Linked DNA regions of Hordeum vulgare: region 2 is linked to region 1. A link is a contact called in public Hi-C data. All regions are on one chromosome and are shown on one strand. The core of a region is the stretch at or near the end of the contact, and the rest is flanking DNA. Distances in the headings are between cores, read along the strand shown. Region 1 overlaps LOC123403647 (a long non-coding RNA gene). Region 2 holds the start of LOC123402753 (cytochrome P450 711A1-like).

What was found. A called contact is a pair of places that touch in the nucleus more often than the background predicts.
Region 2: a contact with region 1 is called in a Hi-C map of leaf, with 4 times the contacts expected there. The contact joins the promoter of LOC123402753 here to the enhancer-like site in region 1. A contact is called at or near these places in 4 of 6 Hi-C or Micro-C datasets (leaf and seedling).

Annotation. Positions count from the first base shown.
Region 1 is chr6H:208,339,706-208,345,735 of MorexV3_pseudomolecules_assembly, reverse strand. LOC123403647 (a long non-coding RNA gene) reads right to left here. Exons shown (of 4, transcript XR_006611523.1): 2 at 4,357-4,543; 3 at 3,343-4,279; 4 at 2,905-3,238. It also overlaps the pseudogene LOC123403644 and the pseudogene LOC123403645. Among protein-coding and RNA genes, the nearest start is that of LOC123403647, 7.6 kb to the right of the region's middle. Within about 2 kb of position 1,660, at least 1 of the 3 cell types and tissues checked has open chromatin away from gene starts, as enhancers often do. A contact at or near this core is called in leaf, where this site is marked.
Region 2 is chr6H:208,821,030-208,826,472 of MorexV3_pseudomolecules_assembly, reverse strand. LOC123402753 (cytochrome P450 711A1-like) reads right to left here and starts at 1,394. Exons shown (of 2, transcript XM_045096706.1): 1 at 830-1,394; 2 at 1-746. The coding sequence starts at 1,089.

The DNA of each region.
Region 1 (6,030 bases), core at 411-2,910:
AGTGTTCTCATGCCAAAACTGACTTCAAAACTGAGAAGAGTAGGTGCTTCATGGTTAGTTAACATAATTGACGGTGCTACTGTTCCCATGACCATCCGAGTAACAAGTGAACTTACTATATGAAAATTACGGTAGAAGACTTGTTCTATAGTTCCAGGCTTAAAAAATATATATATTCCTGCCACTATGTTAAGCTCTAGAGCAGGGCTGCATGTCACTGTTCTGATGTTAAGTTTCAATGTAGCATCAATATTTCAACAAAAAGATTTTGATCGGGTCTCACCCAAAAAAAATACTACTCCTATATTGCATGCTATAGTAGCAGTTTATAGACGGTATGGTGGAGGGCTGTTATGGTGCTGGTGCTCAGGCGGCCTTGCTGCCATGGCTGAGCTCATGGTGGAGGGGCTTGCGCGGCTGGTATGGCGCTCGAGCAGCGGCTTCGGCCGCGAGGGGCGTGGCCGGGGTATGTCTATGCGGTGGATGCTCCTCGGGATGCGCGGATCGGAGGCCCATGGCGACGAGGAAGTGCGTTCCGGCGGCGTGTGATGCGGATCCGGTCTCCGGCCATCGGTGGTCACCGCGAGGTGCGGTTGGCTGCGGCGGGTCTTGATGCTTCTTTGTCAATGGACATCTTCGATGGTGGTGATGTTTGGTGGCTTGCCGACGCCAATGCGGGATGATGTGCGACCGAGGTGGTGTGAAGCTTGGTGAAAACCATGTCCTGGCCTCGTGCCATGACCAGCGATGGCGGCGGCTATGGCCATCGTTGACCTTCTTGGAGGCATTGTTGCTTGTTCTCCCATCCCTCCTACACGGATCTGGCCATTTCGGCCTCTCCGGGGGAAACCCTGATCTGTGATCGGACGATGACGCGCCTTGATGTCGTATTCCCTCTTGGGGGCTTCGTCTTGAGAGCTTGGCGTTGGTGAACGGGACCAGTGGATGGCGGTTGGTGGTGAGTGTGGCGTCCAGACTTCTGTGGCAACGATGATGGTGGGAGCGATGCCGGCAACGGGGCAATGGTTGCGGTAGTCGGCTCTTTTTCGGCGTGTCCACGGTTTTGCCTCGGTTTGTTTGTTGCTATGGAGTCAAAACTGCGGTGGTGGGGCCCTGCGGTATACGATGACTGGCTGCAGGTAGCCCGTTCGGCAATCTTCGGTGACGCCAGTCGTTCCTGGTTTTGTCCTACAGAGTTCTTCGTTAGAGACGAAGTTGCGTTGTCTGACCGTAGGTTGACATGTCGTAGATTAGGGAGGGTTTGCCCTGAGTGTTCCAGTCTTTGGGAGTGGGCTTGGCCATTGTTGTATCGGTTTTTGTTCGATTTTTGTAATTAACTGAACACTTCTCTTCTACTTATTTAATAGGTGAAGCAATCTTTGCCTCCGTTTAAAAAAATAAAAGGATTCATGGATACAGTAGGAATAGCCGGACAACTATTGCTCCATCCCACAAAGAGAACCTCAAACTGCTGCCTTTCTGCATGCAATGTGACTTGTGATCTGTGATGTCGATTAATACCCTGAACTTTTGCCACTTCTTCCTTTTGTGAAAATGATGCGTAGAAAGCGGAAACCCTCATTTCTGGACGCGCAACCTGATGGCTCAGTGTTTGGAGGCGATTGCTGGGGAGGCTTAGTGGATGTATCACGTAGCCAGGTAGGCATGTACAACTTCGTGTGGATGCCAGTGACCGAGGCCTGAAACTGAAAGTGAAACGTTCATCATATAGTGCGATGGTATTTCGCATTGGCTTCTGTTGGGGGGTCATCTTTGAATCAGCTAACTGTGGTTGGAGGTTACATTATTTTGTTTCCTTCGGATGACACATAATGAATTGACTTCCACTTGTATCAAATGTGGTTCTAATAGGCCGTTTGCACTCCACGAGAATGAGATAGTGTGGAATATTTCATGCCAATTTAAGAAACTAAATTTGTCGTTCTGACTTGTTACTTGTTACGCTCCCAACTCGCAATTATGTCCATTTCCATTCAGTTGTGGATTTTGGATTTTGAAGGCAAATACCACGGCACCACGATGCCACAGCGCCATCAGAAGTGGCTAGATTATCTAGGGCCTGTTTGGAACACAATAATTTCACAGGAGACATGAAAAGCCCTCTAAAATTCACACGCAAATCATGCATTCCCTATAAGAGGTCTGAGGCTACCAGATCAGTGATTCGGCAATTTGAATGGACACCGGAAACAGTGGTACAGTTACCTTGCAATTATTTGTTGTTGATGTCTCAAACACTTTTGTTGGCGATGTGATCTCTGATCTGAATCTAAATGGACGAGTATGTCCTAAATGGATTCGGAAGTGAAAAATTAACAGAAATCTAAAGTTTCCTAGTGTCCTAGATAGTGTAGAATCTACTGAATAATGAACAGGCCACAGACTCCTCGCCAATAAGTTCTCTGAAGTTGTCCCACCATTTCTGTGTCTGAATCTGGAACGAGCGCTTTTTCTCGCCAAACCCGTACTTAACATGTCAGATGAACAACTCAGGTCACCCATGCCATGATAAAGTACCCCTTTTGTCTTTGAATTTTCCTTGGCCTAATTATTCCAGCTACTTGGGTGCCACGGGCATTAAACTGACACAGGAGTAGTCGCCCACTGGGTAAAAAATATGCTTATGATCTTACAATGCAATTGTCACTCTTATGATACTTTGGTAAACAGATTCAAATGATTTAATTGACTACAATGGTTGGTCATCTTTGATTTTTTATTTACTTCTAGATACATCCATTTGAACGGCACAGCAGTAAAATTGTTGCCCATGAGGTTACGGGTTGTTGCCCACAAGGAGGGAGTAGAAATTATAACTTTAGTGCTGCGTGCTTAGAATCCAAGCATCAGCCTCCTTGTAAGCACAACAATGTAGATGAAAGATAGATAAACTCCGGTGAATGTTTTCTTTTCTATGTAATAATCCAATACACCAAGAAGGTGAGAAACAAGCATTTTTTTTTTAAAAAAAAAACCCGACTAAAACAGTGAAAATTAGATAGCAAGGCCATGAACAAAACAACAGCGAGTTGTTTCATAGGTCATAGCACACACCTTAACTAATTATCTTTTCAGAGAGCAGGGAAGCTTGCCAAACAAATCTCTGTTGATTACTCCAGCATCTTCAGTTCATGAGTACGTAACCAGTCGTCTCAACTTGCATTGAAGTCACAGGCCACGAAACTAACAACGGCTACATTTGGTACTTTGCAACCTGCTAAATTGCGAAATAATTCATCACTGCCTTGAGTATTTAATACTAGCATATACAGCAGGATGATTGACGGTTCATCTCAGATTAAAATTATGTACTGTACTTACAACAATGTTCCTTTTCACCCTCTGCATGATGGTTGATTGTCTTGTTCTCTAAGCAGGGAAACTTGTGGCCCAAGTTCCAGGCCTCCAACCGATGGGTCGTTTCTTGTCATGCAGGGAAACTTGTGTTCCAAGTTCTAGGCTTCTATCCAATCGGTGGTTTCTGAATTTGATATCTCATTGGCATGCTGCACACTGATGTAGTGTCATATGTCAACAAACTTCAATTAAAAAAATGTCTGGATGGAAGTTTCAGGGACAATTCCCTGAAACCTCCAAATCCAGTATTAATTTATCCATGTAGTATACCATCAGAATGGGACTTCTCAGCTATATAACATCATTGAATGCTGGAGCGCCTCTTATTTCTGTGCATCCATTTGTTCAAGACATTCGAGCTTGCTAGGTCTTCTAGTTTTATTTGTTGCAAAATAAGTACCAGAGTAATGGAGCCGCAGGAAGGAAGGAAAGGGATACCATCTCTTCTGTCCTCACAAGGGGAGTGCATCGTCACCAACATCACGCAGGTGCCTAGTACTCTGTATATAGTCATTATTCCTTCACTGTACAAAGCTTGTTATCTTTAATCTGCAAGTAAATTCTATGCTTTCCAGCTCATTGGTTGGACACCACTGATAGAACTGAGAAACATCGCTGAGAAAGACGGCTGATTGGGAAGATTGAGCCATACCAGCCCCTTTCCTCTGTGAAAGATCGGAGTGCTCTCAGGTGGCTACTCTTTTTTACTCCATTCCGAGGAAGAAATTATTCACCTCAAATGTACCATTCGTAACATCATGAGTATAGACAACAATATGAATGAATGAAATCTTTTGCAGATTGATCGAAGATGCAGAGGAGAAAGGCTTGATCACACCTGGCATCACAACGCTTCTGGGGGTCACAAGTAGTAATCTTGGCATCGGTGTGGCGTTCATTGCTGCTCAGAAAGGATACAAGTTCATCGCCCTCATGCCTGCTAAACTCTCGCTTGATAAGCAGATACTTATGCGATACCTTGGCATAGAAGTGGTATTAGTTGGTAAGGATCTGAGGTACCATGCCCCTCATATCACGTGTCAGATGGTAACATGCTTGTCTCCTGCAGATGCTGTACAGCATGGATTCAAAGCTTTACTTGATAGGGTAGAACAGCTGAAGAAGGATGTGGAAAATGTGTATGTTCTTGATCAATTCACCAATCCTGCAAATCCCGATGCCCATTTCAGATGGATCGGTAAGTGGTAACACAATTTCTTTGAACTAAACTGGATGCAACAGAAGTAGCGTTTGAGTAACTTTAGATTCTTTGATTACAAGACCCAAAACTCAGTTGAAGACTATGAACTAACTGACTAACTGCAAAAGGCTTTCGCCCCGCTTTATAAGTGAAGCAGCAACCCAAGTAAATTGATGGATGATATGCAATAAATGTTGTCATGTGGTGTTGGCCTTTGCAGGATCACACTTCCATGCAACTTTTCTATTTATTTTTATTTTATTTTGAGATTCTTGACTAAAAAATGAACCTCGGCACTAATGTATCGAACTAAATATGTCCTTAGGACCTGAGATATGGAAAGATACAGCAGGCGAAGTGGACATATTTATAGCTGCTTCTGGTTCAGGAGGCACCATCACAGGCGTGGGGAGGTATCTCAAGATGAAGAACCCATCTATAAAATTAATGTGCGTTGAACCAGCTGAAAGTCCAGTGATATCAGGCAAGAAACTACTACTACTATGATAAATATATTGAATAAATGATACTCCTACTAGACATGTTTGGTTATAAACCTGGCTACCTTTTTTGGCTTGTAAATCAGCAAGATCTTCCCTGCCTGTGATCTGTAGGTGGCGAGCCGTCCTTCCACAACATCCTAGGAATAGGGCCAGGTTTTGTGCCAGAAATATTGGATAGATCCCAGATAGATGAAATTGTAACAGTAACTACTCAAGAAGCTATGGACATGGCTAGAAGGTTGGCAAGGGAAGAAGGATTGCTTGTTGGCATATCTTCAGGGGCAAATGCAGCAGCATGTTTAAAGGCAAGCTCCTTTTTGAACAGTCTAGGATATTTTTTAATTTGCAGGTGCTACAGTAAATACTATACAAATCCGCTTATTATGCAGTACCCTGATAGGTTGCATCAAGAGAGGAGAAAAGGGGAAAGATGGTTGTGACAATGTTTTCCAGTGGTGCAGAGAGGTATCTGAACTCGGAGCTCTTTGCGCAGGTGAAGGAAGAGTGCATCAACGTCAACATGACCTTATGATGTCCATCCCGAGGCAATGACACCGTAGGGGTGATACAGAAGTCTAGTGTTATCTTACTCTAGCTTATAAGAAGTGGATGTTTCAGTTACTCAAATACCATAAATTGTTTAATACTGTAATTAAGAGATGAAATGAAACACGACCCTAACTATCACATGACCTAGCATGGTTACATAGTTCCAAGGCTGGGATCACTTGAAGCAGGGCCGTCCTCAGAAATTGGGGGCCCTGCGCGAAATCTGTAGTTATGCCCTAAGTATTGAAAAGCTAGTTGTAGCTGTGTGCATGATGCAGAGGCCGGGGGTTTAATCTCATTTTCGAAAATAAATAAAAATTTATTAATCATGCTAGTAGTACAATTTATGCAAGAATTATATCTTGCCAAAAGTAGACTCTTCAAACCCTTAATAATTAC
Region 2 (5,443 bases), core at 145-2,644, 480 kb before region 1:
ACGCCAGCGCGCGCACGTGCTTGTCCTCCAGCGCCAGGTCCCTGGCGCCGCTCTCTCTTGCGTCCAGCAGCGCCGCGATGAAGTCCAGCGCGGCGCCCGGCTCGGAGGCGCTGTTCTCGCGGTCCCTGCGCCGGCCGGCGATGATGGCGTCGATGCGGCGGCACAGCAGGCGCTCGTTCTCCTCCATCTTGTAGTCCGCGGTGCCGGGCACCCGCCGCAGCAGGCGCTTGCACGGCGTCTGGGCGCACGGGAGGAAGAGCCCGAGGATGGTGGACAGCGAGCTGGACAGGTCCATCTTGATGAATTCCATAGACCTCTTGTACTCCTCCAAGAACCCCCTCACGTCTTCGCCGCCGTCCGCGGCGGCGACCTTCTTGCAGAGGCCGAAGTCGATGCCGAAGGCCGTCTTGCCGATGATGTCGATGGCCATGCGCAGCGAGAGCTGGCAGAAGGGGACGCAGTCCTGGTCCGGGCAGGCGGCGACACTGTCCACCAGCGCGTCGACGTAGGGCTGCATCGTCGGGACGAGGCAGGCGAGCCGTGCCGGCTGGTAGAGCGGGATGACCGTGTTCCTCATGGAGGACCACGTGGAGTCCCTGGTGAGGAAGAGCGCGTCCTGGTGCAGCGACCCCACCGTCGGCGGCGGGGTGCTCCGGTTACGGATGTCCTTGAACTTCTTGATGCCCACCTCCTTGCACAGCTCCGCATTCGCCACGATCACCAGCGGCTGCCTCCCCATGTGAAACCTGCACCGATCGAAGATCGAACATTACATGACACCTGCAGAAGATTAAGAAGATGAAGAAGAAGATGGATACAACATTACTACCGGAAGATGGGGCCGTGCTCCTTAGCGATGGCGCGGAAGACGTCTGGTCCGTCGTTGGCGAGAAGATGGAGATGGCCGAGGGGGAACCTGGTGGGAGGCCCCGGGACCCTCCTGACGGCCCAGAATGGCGCGTAGAAGTAGACCAGAAACGCGCCAATCGCAGCCACAGAAGACAAGAGGAGCAGAGCGGGCGCGCTTGTGCCATGTGCAGCGGCATGGCCTGTAGTTTCCAGAGCAATGGAGCAGTTGCTGGCTTCCATGGAGGAGGAAGAAGGAGCCAGGAGCTTTGTCTGCTTACCAGCGTTCGGTCTGGTCACTGCATTGGCTTGTGTTGCTCGTGCCTGCTAGTTTATCAAGCAGCCTTCGTCGTCGACGTTGCTGTCTTCAGTGTCGTCTTGGTCAAATGTTGTGTGTGGCTCCCCGCAAAAATATCAAAAAATCATGATGTCTATGGCAGCAGGTGTCCCTGGCTCCCTGCCACATGAAGGACATGCATCATGTGTCATGCCATACACGGCGTTATACAAGGTTATACGCTGATTATGATTTTTTTTCTTTCTAACTATTCATTCTTTCTTGATTTTCAAAGGGGTGGGGCCTCATCCCCTTAATCTTTAATCAAAATCCATGTGTTTGTAAAACCCATATAAAATTATGTATGTGTAGCATTGCTCACGGTACATCAGGCGGGCACCCCGCAAACGGAACAAAAACTTTGGCTTGCCTTCTTTTAAGGATACATACCAAAGAGGTTTATATCAATATCTAGAACAAGAGGCAAGACGGCTTCGTGACTCCCCCCTCCGTCGTCTACCGCACGAGCGACCAAGGGACCCAACTCTCCGCCGCCGGTCACCCTCCTCCTTCCCGCTCCCCTCCGCCACCGCCCGTGGTCGGCGCCGGGTTAAGCCCATGCGTGCGATGGCGGCGGTGAAGGCATCAACCTCTTACTTCGGGCTCAGGATACGCGGGATCTCCGTTCTCGAGGATGAGGCCCCGATCGGTGGCGACGACGTCAATCTGGCCCACGACGGCCTTCATCTAGAGCGCGCCGGCCGATAGGTCACCAGTGGTGGCCGTGGCGGCAGACTGATCCCGAGCGGCCGCGGTGTCAGATCTGGAGGTCCCCTTTCTCCTGCTGTCTCTCTCGTCATCCCGGTGGTTTGCGGCTGGAGGCCCCGGTGATGGTGAGCCCTAGTGGTGTATTTTGGGTCCGGAGGAAACCTTGGCCTGCTGCATCGTCCATGGGGCCCGCTTTCCTTTGTGAAGGTGTCGTGAGGGACCTTGGAGCTCGGTTGGGAGTATAGAGGATCTGCAGGTGGAGGGGGATGAGACCAGTGGCTGCAGGTCGTGTTCGCGAAGGAGGAGCGGCGTTGCATGTGGCACGTCGACAACCACAGGTCTCAGCAACAAGGAGCAGCGGGGTCTCCCTGCTGGGTTTGTGTTGATGAACGAGCGCAGGATGGTGGCGTTGTGTGGCATCGTGCTGGCATCGACGACCACTAGACCGGGCAAGGTTGATGCGTCAGTACAACTCTGATGATGGATTGGTGGTAGGTGGTGGCGGCGGCCTCTGTTTGTGCGCCGGACCGGTGGGTGCCCCATACTCGGCAAGTGGCTTGGTTGGGGCCTCTTCTCTTAGATGTTAGGCTTAGCTGTGAGGTCTATTTGGTATTAGGCCCAGACTATCAACATTCCTTCATGAACTGGATAGGAATAGCGATAGAAATTGCCTAGACGGTGGCTCCAGACTTACTATTGTACTGCTTTGTAAGGTTTTTTATGAATAATCAATAAAGTTGCTGCATGCATCACCTAGATGTAGAGGCCGGGGATCTTCCTCCTTTAAAAAACAGGCAAGACGCCTTATACAATGTCAAGCCGCATACAACGCAACCCAACACATCACAAGTAAAACGACATACAACTCACCCTGGTCAACCTCTAGCCACAAATGACGAAGAGACTGAACACTACACATGCAGTCTCAATTTTACATAAATTAAATCCTAGCATTTTCTCAATTTTAATGGGTGTCTGGGGAGGGGGGGTGAATAGACTACTTACATAAATTAAAATCCTAGCATTTTCTCAATTTTAATGGTTGGCTGATTTTAGCAATTCTAACAAGTCTAGTGCACCCTACACATGCTAGTAAACAAATATGGCAGCGAAAAGTAAATACATTGCACATGTAAGTAAGGAGTAGAGATTAGGAAGATCAAACACAAATATGAACACGACAATTTTGGCGTGGTCCCGATAGGTGGCGCTGTCGTACGTCCACGTTAGTGGATACTTCAACCCACGGAGGATAATGACTACGAGAGTCCACGGAGGGCTCCAACCACAAGGGGTCCATGAAGAAGCGGCCTTGTCTATTCCACCATGGCTTACGTCAACACAACAGTAGCCTCACTCACGATATATCTTCATGAAGTAGGAGATCTCCTTGCCCGTTGATGACCCACAAGTATTGGGGATCAATCATAGTCCTTTCGATAAGTAAGAGTGTCAAACCCAACGAGGAGTAGAAGGAAATGACAAGCGATTTTCAGCAAGGTAATTTCTGCAAGCACTGAAATAGTGGTAACAAGTTGTTTGATAGCAAGATAATTGTAACAAGTGACAAGTAGCAACAGGAACAATAGGTCCAACAAGGTAGCCCAATCCTTTTGTAGCAAAGGCCAATCCAAAACAAGTTCTTATAATAGGCAAAGCATTCTTGAGGGCACACGAGAATTTCATCTAGTCACTTTTCCCATGTTGTGTTAATTTGCGTTTGGTATTTTGATAATTTGATATGTGGGTGAACCGATGCTTGGGTGTTGTTCTTACTTGAACAAACTTCCCACTTAGGATTAACCATCCCGCAAGCATCCACAACTACGAAAAAAGTATTAAGAGTAAATTCTAACCATAGCATTAAACATAGGATCCAAATCAGCCCCTTACGAAGTAGTGCATAGACTGGGGTTTATGTTTCTGTCACTCTCGCAAACCACCCTCTAATTACTAATCCACAATGCATTCCCTTAGGCCCAAAATATGGTGAAGTGTTATGTAGTCGATGTTCACATAACACCTCTAAGGGAATCACAATCATATCATCAAAATATCAAACGAATATTAACTTCACATGATTACTTGCAACATGCCTCAAGAACAAAAGTAACTACTCACAAGTGATAAACTTGTTCATGATCAAAGAGGTATTTAATAGCATAATGGATCTGAACATATGATCTCCCACCAAGTAAACCATAAAGCATCAACTACAAGATGTAATTAACACTACTAGACACACCCGAGGTACCAATCCGAGGTTCCGGTACAAGATTGAGTACAAGAGATGAACTAGGGTTTTGATATGAGATGCTGCTGGTGAAGATGTTGATGGAGATTGGCCTCCCCAAGATGAGATGGTTGTTGGTGATGACGATGGCCTCGATTTCCCCCTTCGGGAGGGAATTTCCTTTGGCGGAATCACTCTGCTAGAGGGCAAAAGTGCTCCTACCAAGGTTCCGCCTCAAGACGATGGCGCTTCATCCCAAAAATCCTCTCCCTAATTTTTAGGTCGAAGGAGAATATATACCAGAAGATGGGCGCCAGATATGGGGCAGGTGGCCCAGTAGACATCATGCTGCGCGAGTGGTCCGTGGCGCACCCTAGTATCTAGTGGCCGCGTGGTGAACCCCTCCGGCACTTCTTTGTTCCAATTTTTTTATATATTCTAAAATAAATCCCCGTCACCTCAATTGGAGGTGTCTGCAGAATATGTATTTCCGACGTAGATTTTTCAGGTCCAGAATTCCATCTGTCGGTATTCTCCCACTTGATGTAAACCTTGCATATTATGAGAGAAAAGACATTAGAATTACTCCACCAAGTGGCTAAAAGAATAAAACACTATAAATAGTAGTAATAAAACATGATGCAAAATGGACGTATCAACTCCCACCAGCTTAGACCGCACTTGTCCTCAAGCAAAAGCCGATAGCGAAAATCATGACCACATGCTTTGAGAGAGAGGTGTCTATAGAAAGAAAATACGGACATAGTAGCATCATGCTCATTATTATAACAACAAATAAAACTTTATAAAATACTTCCTCACATCATTTTAATCATATAACTTCTATCATAAGGCTTCTTATAAACAAGCAGCAATTCATCACAATATTGAAGTACGAAGCATAAACTCTAAAAAACTAACAAACTATAATTTGAGTCAACTTTGCAACACAATTCATCATATTTTCAGGAAGGGTCACATGTTGGAGCTCTTAAGCTAGTCTACATACTCAACCATCATTTAGTCTTCTATGATTTCTAACACTCATTGCATACACATGAGCAAAAGGTTTCAACGGACACATAAAAAGATAGGGGCTTATAGTGTTGCCTCCCAACGTATTCACCTCAAGGGTGATGTCAACAATAATAACTCATGGCCACCCACATTCAGCTTGATATATATGTTTAGATCTTTCCCCACCACATGATGCTTGCCAAAGAGAGGATAAAGGAAGTAGAGGAAAATACTTTGACTCTTGCATAAAAGTAAATACATAAAGGTAAAAGATAGGCCCTTTGCAGAGGGAAGCAGAGGTT